2 separate regions of the Triticum aestivum genome follow, and region 1 is linked to region 2. A link is a contact called in public HiCAR-type data. All regions are on one chromosome and are shown on one strand. Each heading gives the region's core, a stretch centred on a gene start, on an enhancer-like site or on the middle of the called end of the contact. The rest is flanking DNA. Distances are from core to core; before and after follow the strand shown. Region 1 holds the start of LOC123075068. Region 2 holds the start of LOC123079961 (PHD finger protein At1g33420).

What was found. HiCAR-type assays count read pairs that join an accessible place to other places.
Region 1: a HiCAR-type map of leaf shows a contact between it and region 2, with 10 times the contacts expected there. The contact joins the promoter of LOC123075068 here to the promoter of LOC123079961 in region 2. A contact is called at or near these places in 1 of 5 Hi-C or Micro-C datasets (leaf) and 1 of 1 datasets of contacts at active chromatin or transcription factors (leaf).

The regions. Positions count from the first base shown.
Region 1 is chr3D:498,041,789-498,048,917 of IWGSC CS RefSeq v2.1, reverse strand. It overlaps LOC123075068, which reads left to right and starts at 2,892. Exons shown (of 1, transcript XM_044497752.1): 1 at 2,892-3,836. The coding sequence starts at 3,216. The coding sequence ends at 3,707. It overlaps LOC123075069, which reads left to right. Exons shown (of 3, transcript XM_044497753.1): 3 at 1-78.
Region 2 is chr3D:497,621,257-497,628,755 of IWGSC CS RefSeq v2.1, reverse strand. It overlaps LOC123079961 (PHD finger protein At1g33420), which reads right to left and starts at 5,371. Exons shown (of 5, transcript XM_044502802.1): 1 at 4,705-5,371; 2 at 4,193-4,322; 3 at 3,730-3,945; 4 at 3,000-3,617; 5 at 1,952-2,914. The coding sequence starts at 5,044. The coding sequence ends at 2,059. LOC123079962 (a long non-coding RNA gene) reads left to right here. Exons shown (of 5, transcript XR_006438158.1): 3 at 1,058-1,134; 4 at 1,232-1,289; 5 at 1,899-2,186.

The DNA.
Region 1 (7,129 bases), core at 1,643-4,142, 420 kb before region 2:
AAGTTTCGTTCAGTTTTTGTACAGCGGGAGATTGTTGTAAAAGCCGGAGAATGTGAACAAAAATCCTGGTTTGTTGTCGGTGCCGTTCTCTTATCCGTGCGAATTTGCAGAGCCTTCTTGTTGTTGCTATATTCTGCAGGATTTTTTTAGGGAATATTCTGCAAACGCATGAGAAATTTTATTTTTTTGAGACAAGCAAACTCGCTCAACCCGCCGTCACCAGGAAGGCCGCTACCCCAATCCCAATGGCCCATAGTCAGCCCAGTGTGACTTTCTCACACTCCTTAAATGATGGCCCGAATGCCCATTTATGCCATTCCTTTTTCTTTCCGGAAAAATGGCATTCCCTCTATCTGGATTTGTAAGGTGGATGTAGGTTTTTAGGTTCTTCAACTTACCAGATAAGTCCCTCAAAACCCTTTACCGGATAAGGGCTCTCTCAGAACTCCTTCGACGCTGCACTCCACCAACTTCGTGTGCAACTTCTCGACATAATATTTTTTTTGAAACGCGGTTTCTTAGGGCCCGATTCATTAAAAAAGTCGAAGAGAGGTGCCCAGTTAATTAACGGAAAACCGGGCGAAAACCGTCACAACATGCCCGCAAAAACAAGACACACAGGGCGACCTGACAACCCACACAAGAACGCACACACGCCGTCGAAGAGAAAACCACGAACAAGCGTCGAGGCCTGCGTCGGTCGATGCCAAACAGTCCACTGCACAGGCCGACGACCAGGCAGCTCCGACTCTGTCGACGAGCATTGTAGGGGAAAGCGCTGGGCCTGCGTCGAGCCGGCACCGGAGCCGACCACCCGTCTCGTGTCATCGTCGCCGCGGAAGCACCTCCTCTACAGCTCCGACTTCAGGAAGACAAATGAGGCCCGACAACCCCTCGAACACGCCGGATGAGACCGACTACCAAAGCTCAGCAGCCGCCCAACTTCGCTCGAAGCCGCCATCGTTGCCACACTAGAAGTCGCGCAACATCCACATTGTCGGACAGACAGCCGCCGACCGCAATGCCGCGAGCGTCCAGCCGAAGGAAAGTGCAAACGGATCCAATGCTCTTCAAGGCGACGCCCCAAAGGAGGAAGCGACGATGCTGACGCCGTCGCCCGACCCGACTGGGCCTTAGGCTTTCACCCGAAGAGCTGGAACCAAGGATGTGCAGGGGGTGGACTCCACGGCGGCGCCTCCAAGGAGGTGACACGACATCCGCGGACGCCGACGCCGTCGGCCGGTAGAAACCCGACAAGCCTTCGCCCGGAGCACCACCCAACACCACACCCTCACGCACTGCACCTCCGCTGACCCGCACACCTCCCACGAAGCCATCGCGCCATGACCAAGCAGAAGCCACCACCACACCACTGGTCTCACCGACCAGAGACACAAGCAGGGCAGACAGCACACCTCGACGACGTCTTCAAGGAGAGCGCGGCACCCGAGGGCGTCGACGTCGCCGGCCCCGGCCAGAAGCCCGAGGCAGAGCTTTCGCCCAGCGCTGCCACACTGTCTGCCGAGCCCAAGCCCGGCCGGACCACCAAACAGCCTCTCGCCGCAACGAAGCAGCCGGATCCGGAGAACCCAGGGCCGGCCAGAGCCAGCCACGCACGCCCGGAGCTGCCACCCCCCGCCATCTGCCGGATCCACAGCGCCAGGAGCTGCCGGAGCACCCCCAAGACGCCGCCGGGCCGAGCACCCCCATCCTGCGGGGACCGCGGTGCCGCACATCGCCACGCCAGATCCGCGCTTGGCCGCGCCCACCCACCGCCGGAGCCGCGCCAGAGCGAGACCACCACCGCGCCGCGTCACCCCACAGACCGCCGGAGCCACACCCGCCCGCTTCGGAGCCGCGCCCTCGCGCCCGACCTAGCTCGCCGCGCCCGCGCGCCTCGCAGAGAGATGCCCCGCCGCCACCCTCCCTGGAGCCAGTCCGGGCTTCGCCGACGGTCTCCTCAGGCGGCGGCGAGGTGGGGGGGGGAGGGTGGAGGGAGGAGGGGAGGTGGCGGCGCCGGAGGGGTTCCCCCCCGTGTCGCTAGAGAGAGGCGACGCGGGGGTAACGTAATTCTCGACATAATATTGATATAGATCGTGTGCAACTCCACCAACTTCGTGTGCAACTTCTCGGAATGGTAGTCATGGAGATCGTCAATATTATGTCGAGAAGTTGCACATGAAGCTGGTGGAGTTGCACACGATCTATATCATGAACGAAGGTAAAAATAACAACTCCCAATGATAGCCTACCCTAGCCGCCACATGTTGTACCCTGTTGCCCCTCCCTTGACCCGGCGCCACCCTGCCACCGCCCTCTTTGCCCTTCGTCCACATCGCGCCACTCGCCAAGGACCGTCATCACCCCCGAAGCTCCTTATCTGCCAATGCCCGAGCTCTGAGGTCACATTGATCGCCTTGAAGCTCCATGTTCATCATTGCCTCCCTTGAGTTCTCGGGTACCAAAATGTTGCAGAGCCCGTTGTTGAGTCCGTTCGAGCGACTATTTCGACCAAATTCGATACTTTTTATAGTGCCGAACGGGTTGATACCAAGTCATTGGACATGGCGAGTACGCAGCGGTTATCGCTGAGTCTCGAATTATGAAGAACGTGTTGCTGTGTCCGTTGGAGAAAGTGTTTTTCCACAATTGGTATTTTGATATGCAGAGCAGGATAGTGAATCGGTTGAGCTTAATCTTTTGCCACGAGCACCAGGAAGCGAGTGCATGCTCGTTCACTGTTGGAGCGCCTGAATTCATGCCAGATAAGAGGGTGATGGTTTGGTTGGTGACACGTCATGTCAAGGCGACAAAGAATCCATATGCACTAGATTGTAGCGCAGCAATTCCCCTGGATACGAATTGGCGTCACGAAACCCCGTGGCCGGAGCCCACGCGGCGGTCAAATTGGACGCTCCCGCGGGGCCCCAACCCACCGAAACGGCTCGCCCCAAACCCAACCCAACACAGCACCGCGACAAGGCCGGCGGGGCTGATCTCACACTCACAGCACTACGCCCTCCGTTCTCATTCTCCACTGCCGCGGTGCTGCTGCTGACGAGTGACGAGCACCGCGCACGCGCCGCATCCACTCCACCGCGCACGCGAGTACAAATCCCGGACCTGAGAACCTCCTCGCCACAAGCCCCACGCCCGCAGATCAGTACACTCGTAGCGGCAGCGGCAGCAGCAGCAGCGGAAACTGAAGCGGGAGGATGAACGGGTACCGCAACCTCGCCTCGTCCCCTCCGGCGCCCAGCGGCGGCGGGGAGCCGCAGCCAGCCCCGTCCCCGGCCGCGGCGAAGGAGGGCAAGTGGGAGGGGGCGGCGGTCGGCGCGGCGGCCATCGTCAGGAACCTCTCGTCCTCCTCCCAGAGGTTCGCGTCCGTGGAGCGGAGCAAGTCCACCGGCGCCCACCGCGGCGGCGGCTTCCAGGCGGCCGTGAGGAGGGCCTTCTCCATGCGGAGGCAGCCGGCGTCCGGCCTCTCGGAGGGGTACTGGCGGATCCACGACGGCCTGGACGACGGCGACGACGACGCCGAGGCGCCCGAGGAGGTCGACGGGCAGAAGAAGCATCAGGTGGCGGAGGCCGCGGTGCCGGGAGACGCCGCGGCGAGCAACGACGAGATCGGCAAGGAGACGAAGAAGAAGAAGAGGGGTCACATCTTCAAGGCGTGCAAGAAGCTTCTTGGGTTCAAACATGTCTAGTCTAGTCAACAAGAAGCTTCTTGGATTCAAGATCCATGGACGTTCTTGATGTGCCTCTGTTTTGGATCTTGTTCTTGTCTCGTTCGTCGTTTTGAGTAAATAAAGAGCTTGGGTTCGTTGACTTGAACATGGGACTGCGTTGCTGTATTTCTGCGTCACGTGAGCTCGGCCATTAAATGTGGTCCTGACATTGGGACTTTGGGGGCATGTACGCGGTCCTGCAGTCAAAGGGAAGGGCACCTTGTCCGGCCGCAAAGCCGTGCGCCGGATATTTGTGGCCATGGATCCGCTGCGCACTTCGTGAGGTCTTCGTCCTAGATGAAATTAGACTCGCAGCTCAAAAGGTTTGTTCAAGCAGTAGTTTTGATGTGAGAGCATCTACTGTCAGACTTGACAAATCCGGCTCCTTAAATGCCCGTAAAATAGATTGGACGTGTCCATATGCTAAGCATCGTGTACCTCATATTTCATCCCTTAAATCATGTAAACCATGCAAAAGAATTCTTACGTACGTACTCTGTACACCATGCTAGCATAAACTAAGCTTCCTCGTCGAAGATGTCCACAACGTCCGTACCGGGTGCCGGGTAGTTGGGCGCGTCGTAGGGATCCGACTCCTCTTCATCCATATAAGCGAGCATCTCGTCGACGCCCTCAGCGTGCTCCGCCTCCGCATCCCGCAGACAATGGCTTTTGGCCTCCGCCGCTGATTCCGACCGGAGAGAATCGAGGATTGCCTGCTGCTCCGCCTGCAAATCCTCGGCCCCAACGTTCCCACGTCCTCCTTGTGCTCCTCTTCCTCCTCCTCCAGCTCCTCCTCTCCCACCACCTCCTCCTCCACCTCCAAGTCCTCCTCTGGATCCACCACATCCGAAGGTAGCCCCGCAGCGATCCGGGTTTCGCGCCTTGCCCGGATATGCTCAAGCAGCTGCAGCCGGCGGCCAGGCGTTAGGTATGGGTACACTACCGCGGGAATGCCTAGCAGTGGCGGACGGGAAAAGCCCAGCAGTGGCGGGCAAGGCTCCCAGGGGCGCCCGCCGCTGCTAACATGGTTCCCCCGGCGGCACTCCGGCGCTGCTAGGAGAGAGGAGGAGAGCGCCCCCTCTTTCTTCTTCTTCCTTGACCTCCCCCTAGATGGGTGCTACTTGTGAGTTGCGTTGAGATTTTCCCCGAAGAGGAAGGATGAAGCAATATAGTAGCAGATAAGTATTTCCCTCAGTGAGAATCAAAGTTATCGAACCAATAGGAGAACCACACAAATCTTCGTTAGCAACACCTACACACACAAAAGCATATACTTGCACCCAACGCGAACAAGATGGTTGTCAATCCCGTTGAACTTGTTACTTGCAAGGATTAAATCTAGTAGTGGTAGATAGATAAAAAGAAAAGTAAATAAATTACAACAAAATATTTTTGGCAATGTTGAGGATATCGCTTATCGTTATCGTTTCGATCAGCTGGGGATTAGAGATTAATCAGAAATTGGCCGATTAATCAATTTTATCGGCAGACTATTAATCGGATATATTTTTGCAAATTCCAGGTTCCCAACACTAAAATATGCTATATTCAACACCAAAACAATATTGGACAGAAGTATTACCTAGATTCCTAGCCTTTGAATCCTCATATAATGACAAAAAAATAGGACAACAGTATAAATTGCGTAACAAGGTCCACAAAAACACAAATAAACATAGTTTTTGCAAACATAGTGCTATGAATAGGTTTGATTTATCGGTAGATTCCCGATAAATCACTTGTCAGAGCGATAAATCAGCCCAAAAGATAAACGGTGAAGATAAGGCATAATCTTATCGGTCACCCCCGAGTAGCGATACATCGGAAGATTTTTTGAACAGTGATTTTTTGTTTTATTAATATGATTAAAGTAGACTCGAGGGCCATAGTTTTCACTAGAGACTTCTTTCTCGAAACAATAGCATACGATGGGTAGACAAATTAGTGTTGGGCAATTGATATAAAAGCGCGTGATGATATTCATGACAATGATCACACATATAGGCATCACGTCCCTGACAAGTAGACTGACTCCTGCCTGCATCTACTACTATTACTCCAACAATCGACCGCTATCCAGCATGCATCTATGGTATTAAGTTCAGGACAAACAAAGTAACACTTTAAGCAAGATGACATGATGTAGACAAAATAAACTCAAGCAATATGAATAAACCTCATCGTTTTACCCTTAATGGCAACAATACAAATACATGCCTCGCTACCCCTTCTGTCATGAGGTGAGGACACCACAAGATTGAACCAATTACAAAGCACCTCTCCCACTGAAGATAACTCAATCTAGTTGGCCAAACCAAACAGATAGATCGGAGAGAAATACAGTGCTATCATAATCATGCATAATAAAGTTCAAAAAGACTCAATTACTTTCAATGAATAATCTGATCATAAATCCACAATTCATCGGATCCCAGCAAACACACCGCAAAAGAAGATTACATCGGATAGAACTCCAAGAAGATCGAGGAGAACATTGTATTGAAGATCAAAGAGAGAGAAGAAGCCATCTAGCTGCTGGCTATGGACTCGTGGGACTGTGGTGAACTACTCACGCATCATCGGAAGGCGGTAAGGATGATGTAGAAGCCCTCCGTGATCGATTCCCTCTCCGGTAGAGTGCCGGAAAAGGCCTCCAGATGGGATCGCTGAAGAACATAAGCTTGCAGCGGTGGAAGAAGTGTTTCGGGTGGCTCTCTGATGGTTTCCTAATATTTGAGAATTTATAGAAGTGGAATTAGGTCAGACGGAGCCACGTAGGGCCCACAAGGTAACAAGGCGCGCCCTGTTGCCTTGTCGTCTCCTTGTTTGTTGTCTGGTCTCCTCCCGAAGCTTCTAGGGTCTCTTTTGTCGAGAAAAAAATCGTCAAAAGTTTCGTAGCATTTGGACCCTGTTTGGTACTGATTTTCTCGAAACCAAAAACAAGCAGAAAACAACAAGTGGCACTAGGCACTGGGTTAATAGGTTAGTTCCCAAAAATGATATAAAATTGCATAACAAATTATATAAAGTATTTAAGATTGATAATATAAAAGCAATAACAATAACTAACTATAGAAACATTGGAGACGTATCAGCATCCCCAACCTTAATACCTACTTGTCCTCGAGTAGGTAAATGATAAAAACAATTTTTTTGATGTTGAATGCTACCTAGCATGTTTATTATGTAATCTCTTTACGGTATAAATGATGAAGTAATAATATCAACATAATAATATCCATGAATATAAGAAACATAACCATTACTTTTTCGAAATATACGATCCTTAACGAATGTTATCCCAACTCATTTTATCATGTTAGCATGGCATGACTCCGCCTTCACCGCATAAATATAAATCATGAGCACCCTCGTGTCAAAACAAACCATTGGATCGT
Region 2 (7,499 bases), core at 4,122-6,621:
CTGTGGCTAAACGCTGAACAGAGTTCATTTTCAGTGTTGTCATGCCGGTTGAGAACCCTTTGAATGTTTGATGAACACAGATGCTAGCTGTGATCAGCATAGTTTTTTTTAATCCTTGATAGCATGCGCGTAGACAAGTGCTATAATATCAATCAACAAGATAACCCTGGTTAATCAGTTTTTTCTAGCTCATACCAGAGAATCCATGGTCTTTACTCTGTTCAGGATCTCAGAAGCTGCATGCAGTAAATAAGAGCCTGCTTGGTTTGGAGCCACATTTTGGCTTGCCAAATTTTGGCAAAGCTCAAACTTGCCAACATTTGGCAACTTTGCTAGTGTTTGATTCGAAGAATTGCCAAAAATTGGAGCCCAAGCATTCAACTGCCAACTTTTTAGGGTTGCCGAAATTTGGCTCAAACCAAGTAGGCTCTAAATATTTATATATGAAGTCTCATGTCTACAACATCCTTCTACTTTTCATGATCATATATGGAAAGCATAATTTACTTAGCTATCTGTTATGTATAGTTTGTTCCTTTTGACATTTGCTAAAATTCTGGTGAGCATACACAGTGTAACCATCAATATTTCAAAGAACACATGAAGTGACGCTTTTATGGTGGGATATTCTGTAGTTCTTTCTGCCTTCAGATCTAAGCAATTGACTACACTTATAAATAGATAATTATATGCAGTAGAAGCTTCTAGTACTCTTTTTCTTCCCTATAACACTAAAACATTGCATTGTTATGACGATTTATGAACATACAAGTCTAATCTCCAGAATTGCCATGTTTGTTAAAGGTGACGGCATAATCACCGATATGCCCACTCTACACACAGCCTTCAAGACACTGCCCAGCACTGCACTATCACCTCACGTTTGTGCTGAGGCTGGTGTTGTGCCTTATGGCTCTGATTTATAGAAGCATAAAATGTGTACACCATACAACTTGGAGTAGCTTTAACATCCTTCACGATGTTTGATGTGTAACTACTGCCATCTGCTATTAGTCCTCATAGATGCAGTTACTTAATCACACTATTTCCTGTGCAGATTTCATGTTCGTCGCACACCTGTCATGTTAATCGATAACCCGAGGAAGCTCTTCTTGTAGCGTAAATAAGGTATAGGTATGCGCCCTCTGTTCTATCTCCACACTTACCATTCGCAAATTGCTTAGTACCTCTGCTTTCATGCCTAAAGTTCTAGTGAATTTTTATTTTACAGGTTTATCATTTCAAATGTCGTCAAGACAAGCTTCAACTTATTATCCCACAAACTTGTGGTAAGTAAGTTCTTTCACATTTAATCTGCTTGGGGTTTGTGCAGTTTTCATTCCAAATAGAACAAAACTAGGACAAACTGAACAGTCTCATCATGGCATCATTAGGCGTTGGATGATAAATGATAATGAATAGGTACTGCTATGACTTTTTGGTATTTTGTCATGGAAGTTCACAGCGTTGTCAAGTCTCCATGTCAGTAGCTTCAATGTTACTTTTTTTTAGATTTAGTTTCAGTGTTACTATATACATTGACATTTTGTGTTTATCATGAAACAGTATATTATTTTTATGTTTCAGATGTGCCTAGCTTATTATGAACATAACTACAATAGTTTCATAATAGTGAATCATAGATTTTCACAGTTAAACACATAACCAGCAGTTACATTTATTTGTCTTCAAGATGTCGATCCTATCTCATCCTTACATTTATTTGTCTACATAGTTTCACTTAGATTTGTAGTTTTGCTCGATTATGCTTCACTGAATTTAATCTGTCTCGTGAAGTAGTAATATTGGACTTAGCTTCAACGTCATATATATGTTTAAAATGTGTAATTACTGAACCGTCATAGTTTATCTCACTATTTTTTCTCGTTGTAATGCAGAACACCAGATGATTTAACAGAAACAGAGGATTACTTCGAGGGAATAGAAGAAATACTGGTCAAAAGACAAAGATTCCATTAACCACAGGTCCAGAGAGGCCTCAGGCGCTGCTCCCCACTCTCAGCTCTCAGTATTTACATTTCACTACATTATGTACAGTCACCCAACAGTTGCTAGGCGCCCAATTTTGCCCGCACCACCAACAGACGATCCTATCTCATCCTTGCACCTCCCGGCAGAAGCCATCTTCATTCTGCCGCCGCCGCTGCCACCCCCACCACCACGACCCCCCTTTCCTTTGCGTGGACTGGCACACTTCCTGCAGATGAATTTTTCAGGGACTTCTTCAAAATCACTGATCCCTGAGCATCTTGTGTGCTGCCACACTCCACACGCATCACACGCCATCATCCTCTCGCCGTCATCGTCCTTGGCACCACAGGTGCAGTCCACCGTCCAGTTCTCCAAGCCCCTCTCCATCCTGAACTGCACAATTCTCCTGTGATCCCCAGTGCACCGTCCTCTCACCCTAACAAGCTGGCTTGGGCCAAGCACGTGCTTCACAGGGGTTGTGTCACTTAAGTTCGGGAATTCAGGGAGCTGTTCAGCCTGGAAGCTATGGAACATGAGGTACGTTTCTTGAAAGACCCTTGCGGCCAGCATTTTCAGTTCACCCAGGGTAGCGGTTGCTGGTAAAAGTACAAGTTCCACCGGCGGTGCAGTGTAGTCCTTTGGGTGATCAAGCAGTTCAATGGAGCACCTCACAGCAAGCAGGATTGGGTTCGGGGGAGATTCTGGAGCACACTCATCATAGTGTTTGATGAACTGCTTGCAGTCAAGTATCCTTGCAGCTGCATTGTGTGCTGATGCACCCACCACCTCTGGTTGCGAAGACAGCATTGTTTCTGGGTTCAGCAGAGCATCATAGAGGAAGCGAAGATCATGTGCAAGATGCTCTACAGAGGGTCCAAACACAGTTGCATCAACTGGGGACTGGTTGGAATATGTTTCCAGCCTGTTTTGGCATGAAATAAGGGTCAAAGACAAGGCCTGATGAAGAGTTCTGAAAATTGGAGCAACATACTGGAAACAAGGTTTACCTGTATTCAATTGCGCTTGTCTCGGTATTGCAGCGGACAGCAATGAAATGGCCATCGTCCATCAGTTTCCCCCGCAGACCTCGAAGAGAGTAATCAAGCAGTTCCTGTGAATCAACAGCCTTCGATGCAGCTCCCCTCAGTGCGCGCCAGGACACCCAGCGCCCAGCTTGGACAGCCCGGAGGACCTTGAGCATTGCAGCTTCTGCTCGGTTGATATCTTCATTTGTCCACATGCAGAGCACGTTCGATTCAACTTCTCTGTGCTCATCCATGGCTGGTTTTGACGTCTCAGCGTCCTTACGAGCTTGATGAAGCAGGTGCATTATGAACCGGAAGAGGTCCCTCACAGTCACAAGCTGTCGATCAGAAAGGGACCAATATAGAGCAATTGTGTTCTGCAAAGGGGTTCTGATGGGGCTGCGATGTGAGGAGTACAACGCCAGGTGTATACCGGAGAGCACATCAACCGCCTCCTGGTAGGTATCTGAGGTATGAGCAAAGCTACCGGCGCCAAACTTGTATCCCCATTCACCATACCATGGATGCCCAGTCGTGATGGCATGCAGAAGCCTATAGTCCATTCCTTGCTTCTTGGATATGTCCATGACAGTGACCTTCCTGCAAGGGGCCAAATGGAATTCTTAGTGCTATTGCTGGACGGATGGTGTTTGAATAATGGTCATGTCATGTCACCCTAACTGCACCATCAACAGCAGTAAAAGCCGTTTACCTCACATGCAGCACCTTGCACAGGCGATCCCAGAAGCTCATTATGTCACGGCCAGTAAGGTGCCTCGACCCGCCCTCGCGGCCATTTACCCTGAGAAGATGCCCATAGCCGTTTGCATGCACAACTGCGTGCAGCAAGTGAGAGGAATCGTCAAGATGCAGGTACCCGCACTCTTCCAGCTCCTCGCCTTCCATGTCAAAGTTGCACAAGAGGCACCTGGAGAAGAAATTGCATCCAAGGTAAGGATACATCTTTGCACAGAGAAGAATCTTTGAACAGACTGTAAAATAAATTCGCACATACAGCCCATGGGCTGAACAAATTCAAGAACTTCGCACAGCTGGAAAACAAATTGGGCATGCAGTTCAATCGTTCGGTCATATGTAATTTTTTCTTCAGACATACATGCAGAAAGGTATGTTCGTTTTGTCCAAGAACTGATATGTATGTTTGTTCTTCCAACCTTGATTCTGCAGCGGCCATGGGAGTCCCGCAGCGCAGGCAGCAGGTGCGACGACGGCCAGCCATCTGGATGCTGTCGTTCTCGATGATGAAATGGTAGCGCTTGCCGCACACCGGGTGCCCACTCCATCCTGCAACAGCGCACAGATGCATTAGAGAATGAGATTCCGTCACCGCTACTGTATGATTGTGACAATCAGGAGAACGAAAATAATCATGCACACTGTTCGCTCAAAAGCAACACCCCAACAATAAAATTTGGTAACAGTTGGCCTAAAAAAAATACAGGAAAACATGCGATGCCAAATGCCATACAGGCGGCATTTACCCGTCACTCAAAAAAAATCACATACCCGCAAAATAATTAAAAAACGAAATCAATATAAATAATAAAAAGACAAACAGGACATTATCCAACAAAAAGTTTTCAAACAGAAAAAAACACAATTTTATACGGGGAAAACAATGTTCTGAGACAAAAAAAAGAGAAGGGGGGAAAGGAAAGCAACTCACCTACGACTCTGCACTGATCGCAATACACAGATCGCGATCTGAGCACATCCTCCTCGACGACGTTGAGCTCCACCCCGCAGCCGCCGGCGTCCTCCTCCGCCCCTTCCTCGCCGACCCGCAGCGACACCCTCCACGTTAGCAGGTGCGGCGGCGCGGCCGCGGCCGCCGGCGAGAAGATGGAGGGCAGCGGCAGCAGCCGCGCGTGCCTCGCGAGGAAGCCCCTCACCGCCTCCCGGAACGTCCCGACCGCCCCGCCGTCCGTGGCCGCCGGGAACCCGGCGAAGTCCCTGGCCTCCGCGCGCGTCCTCGCCTTCTTCAGCGGCCGGCCGTTCACCACCATCTCCGCTGCCCCCTCCGTCGGATCTCGTCAGATCTGGCCGCTCCGCCCCCGTCTCCCTCCTTCCTTCCTCGTCGTCGTCGAACCGGATCGGAACCGAACCGTGGTTAGGGTTTGCGGCGGCGGCCGCTCCGAGATAAAGAGGGGGGAGGTGATGGGGTCGATTCCTTCGAGGTGAAGCACGACCCCGTACGCCCGGTCCTTGTACACCGGCGCGCTGCAATGAATGGCCTGGCCCACGCGCAAGGGGGAGGCCTATGGTGGGACGGGTGTATGTGCCTGCCTGCGGGATCTGATGGGACGGGCGCGTCAGGTCGTGGCAGAGCGCTAACCAGGGTTGGGTGGGTGGGTGGGTGGTTGGGTTGGGTCTGGTTGGGTTCGGGGGCTTTCCGAAAAGATAGCGGCAGAAATGGGAGGGAATAAAGACGCGGGGCATGATGGTCATTTCGGGCCCCCTGTTTCCGGAGAGGACGATTGCGAGAGGTGGACGTGACCCCACGCACGTGGAATGACCTGAATGCCCCTCTTGGTCTTGGGGCTCGCACTTTTCTGGATCTGTTGGTTGTTGGCGCTTCTGCGTACTGGCCTACCACGTGGCGATGGCGTCAGCCAAAGACGTCCAGAGATCAAAATAGTGGTAGGCTATGGTTGAGCAAACCATGGACTTCATTCTATATTTGAACAAAAGAAGCGATCATTTTCTTGAGAGAATAATCATGTTTAGAATAAATATTGTAATCAGAGGGAAAGTGAACATTTTCTTGAGAGAATAATCATGTGGTTACTGGTTTCTTGAGAATATAGTAACCAATATACTCAATAATCTACTGTAATGCTAACTGGGAACGTTCGCGGGAAAGAAACTCTCGGCGAACACCCTCGCAGCCATTTGATTGAGATCAAACGATGACAGTTTTTTTAATGTATCCCCACCCTCCTAAAAATGTCTTCTCTATCGAAAACGTTTGCAAATGCTCCCCCCCCGCCCCCAAAAAAAAAACGTTCGCCAGCTAAGAATGTCCATACTCTACTGTTGCACACTTTTCTGTATCCGACGAAGCTTGAAATTATAAATTATCACATATCTTGATTGCACACGAGGATTAAGACTATCTCCAAATGTGAATGTGGTTTGAAGAGGAAAAAGTGGATTACTTGACATAGTGAGGGTCTTTTTGAATTAGAGAAATTTCATAAGAATATTGGAGGATTTCAATCCATATACATATTTTTCGTAAGGAAATACTTTGTACAGTAGGATTTAGGTCAGCATTTTATTTGTTAGAATACCAAACTCTTTTGGAATCCATTCTTACGCCCTTTATTCCATAGAAATCTCAACATGACCTCCAACCTCCTTTTATTTTATTTTCTTTGAGAAATCCAATGCACTGCACTCTATTTGTCTACTTTCTTTGATCAATCATCTAAATTTATGTGTTTCTCATGTGCGGCATCCAAAGACCACTCTCTGCAAATGCCTATGTTTTGGAACCATGTAGGAATTCGTAGCACTGGCATCTCGATCATGTGTATTTTCTATTTCTGCGTTTTTGATTTCCTGCAGCCCAAAGAGGCTATGACATTAGGCAAAATATTACCCACAGGGACATATCCTCGACACTGTATTTCCTCAGTCGGCCTCACTGCCTTGGCAAGGTATTATGCATGGACTGGAGTTGCTGAAATCAGGAGTTATTTGGAGGGTGGGGGATGGCTCTAATATTAACATTTGGAGAGATAACTGGCTCCCAAGGTACTCTGGACTTAAAATTACAGCAAGAAAGAGTAGGACGAGAATGAAATGGTGTCTGAATTGATTCTAACTGGGCCAAAAAGATGGGACGAGAATTTGGTTAGGCACCTATTTTTACCCTCATGATGCAGAAGAGATCCTTCGGCTGCGTATCCCATCTTCAGGGGAGGGTGATTGTGTTGCATGGCACTTCGAGAAGACGGGGATGTTCTCAGTTAAAAGCGGGTACAAGCTTGCACTCATGCTAAAGGAACAAAAAGAAGACGAGGGGCAATACAACGAGGCAACATTGGGGGAGAGGAAAATTTGGGACATCATCTGGAAGGCCAATGTTCCTCAGAAGATCCGTATTTTTGCATGGCGGGCCGCTACCAATAGCTTGGCTGTCCAAGTAAACAGAGTGGCACACCACCAAGCGACTCTCAGTACGTGCTTGATATGTCGAGTGAAGGACCAGAATACGTTTCATGCGCTTGTTACGTGCCCCAAGGCTCATGCGTTGCACATGGCCATGAGAGATATTTGGGAGTTACCGACGGAGGATGCATTCAGGTATACTGGGTCGGATTGGTTTTTTGTTGTTCTAAGTCAAGTGGGACAGTCTATGCGGGACAAAATTATTTTTATTTTCTGGAGAGCCTGGCATTTGAGAAATGATTTGATTTTTGGCAAGGGCACGGAGTCAGTCACAAATTCGACAAA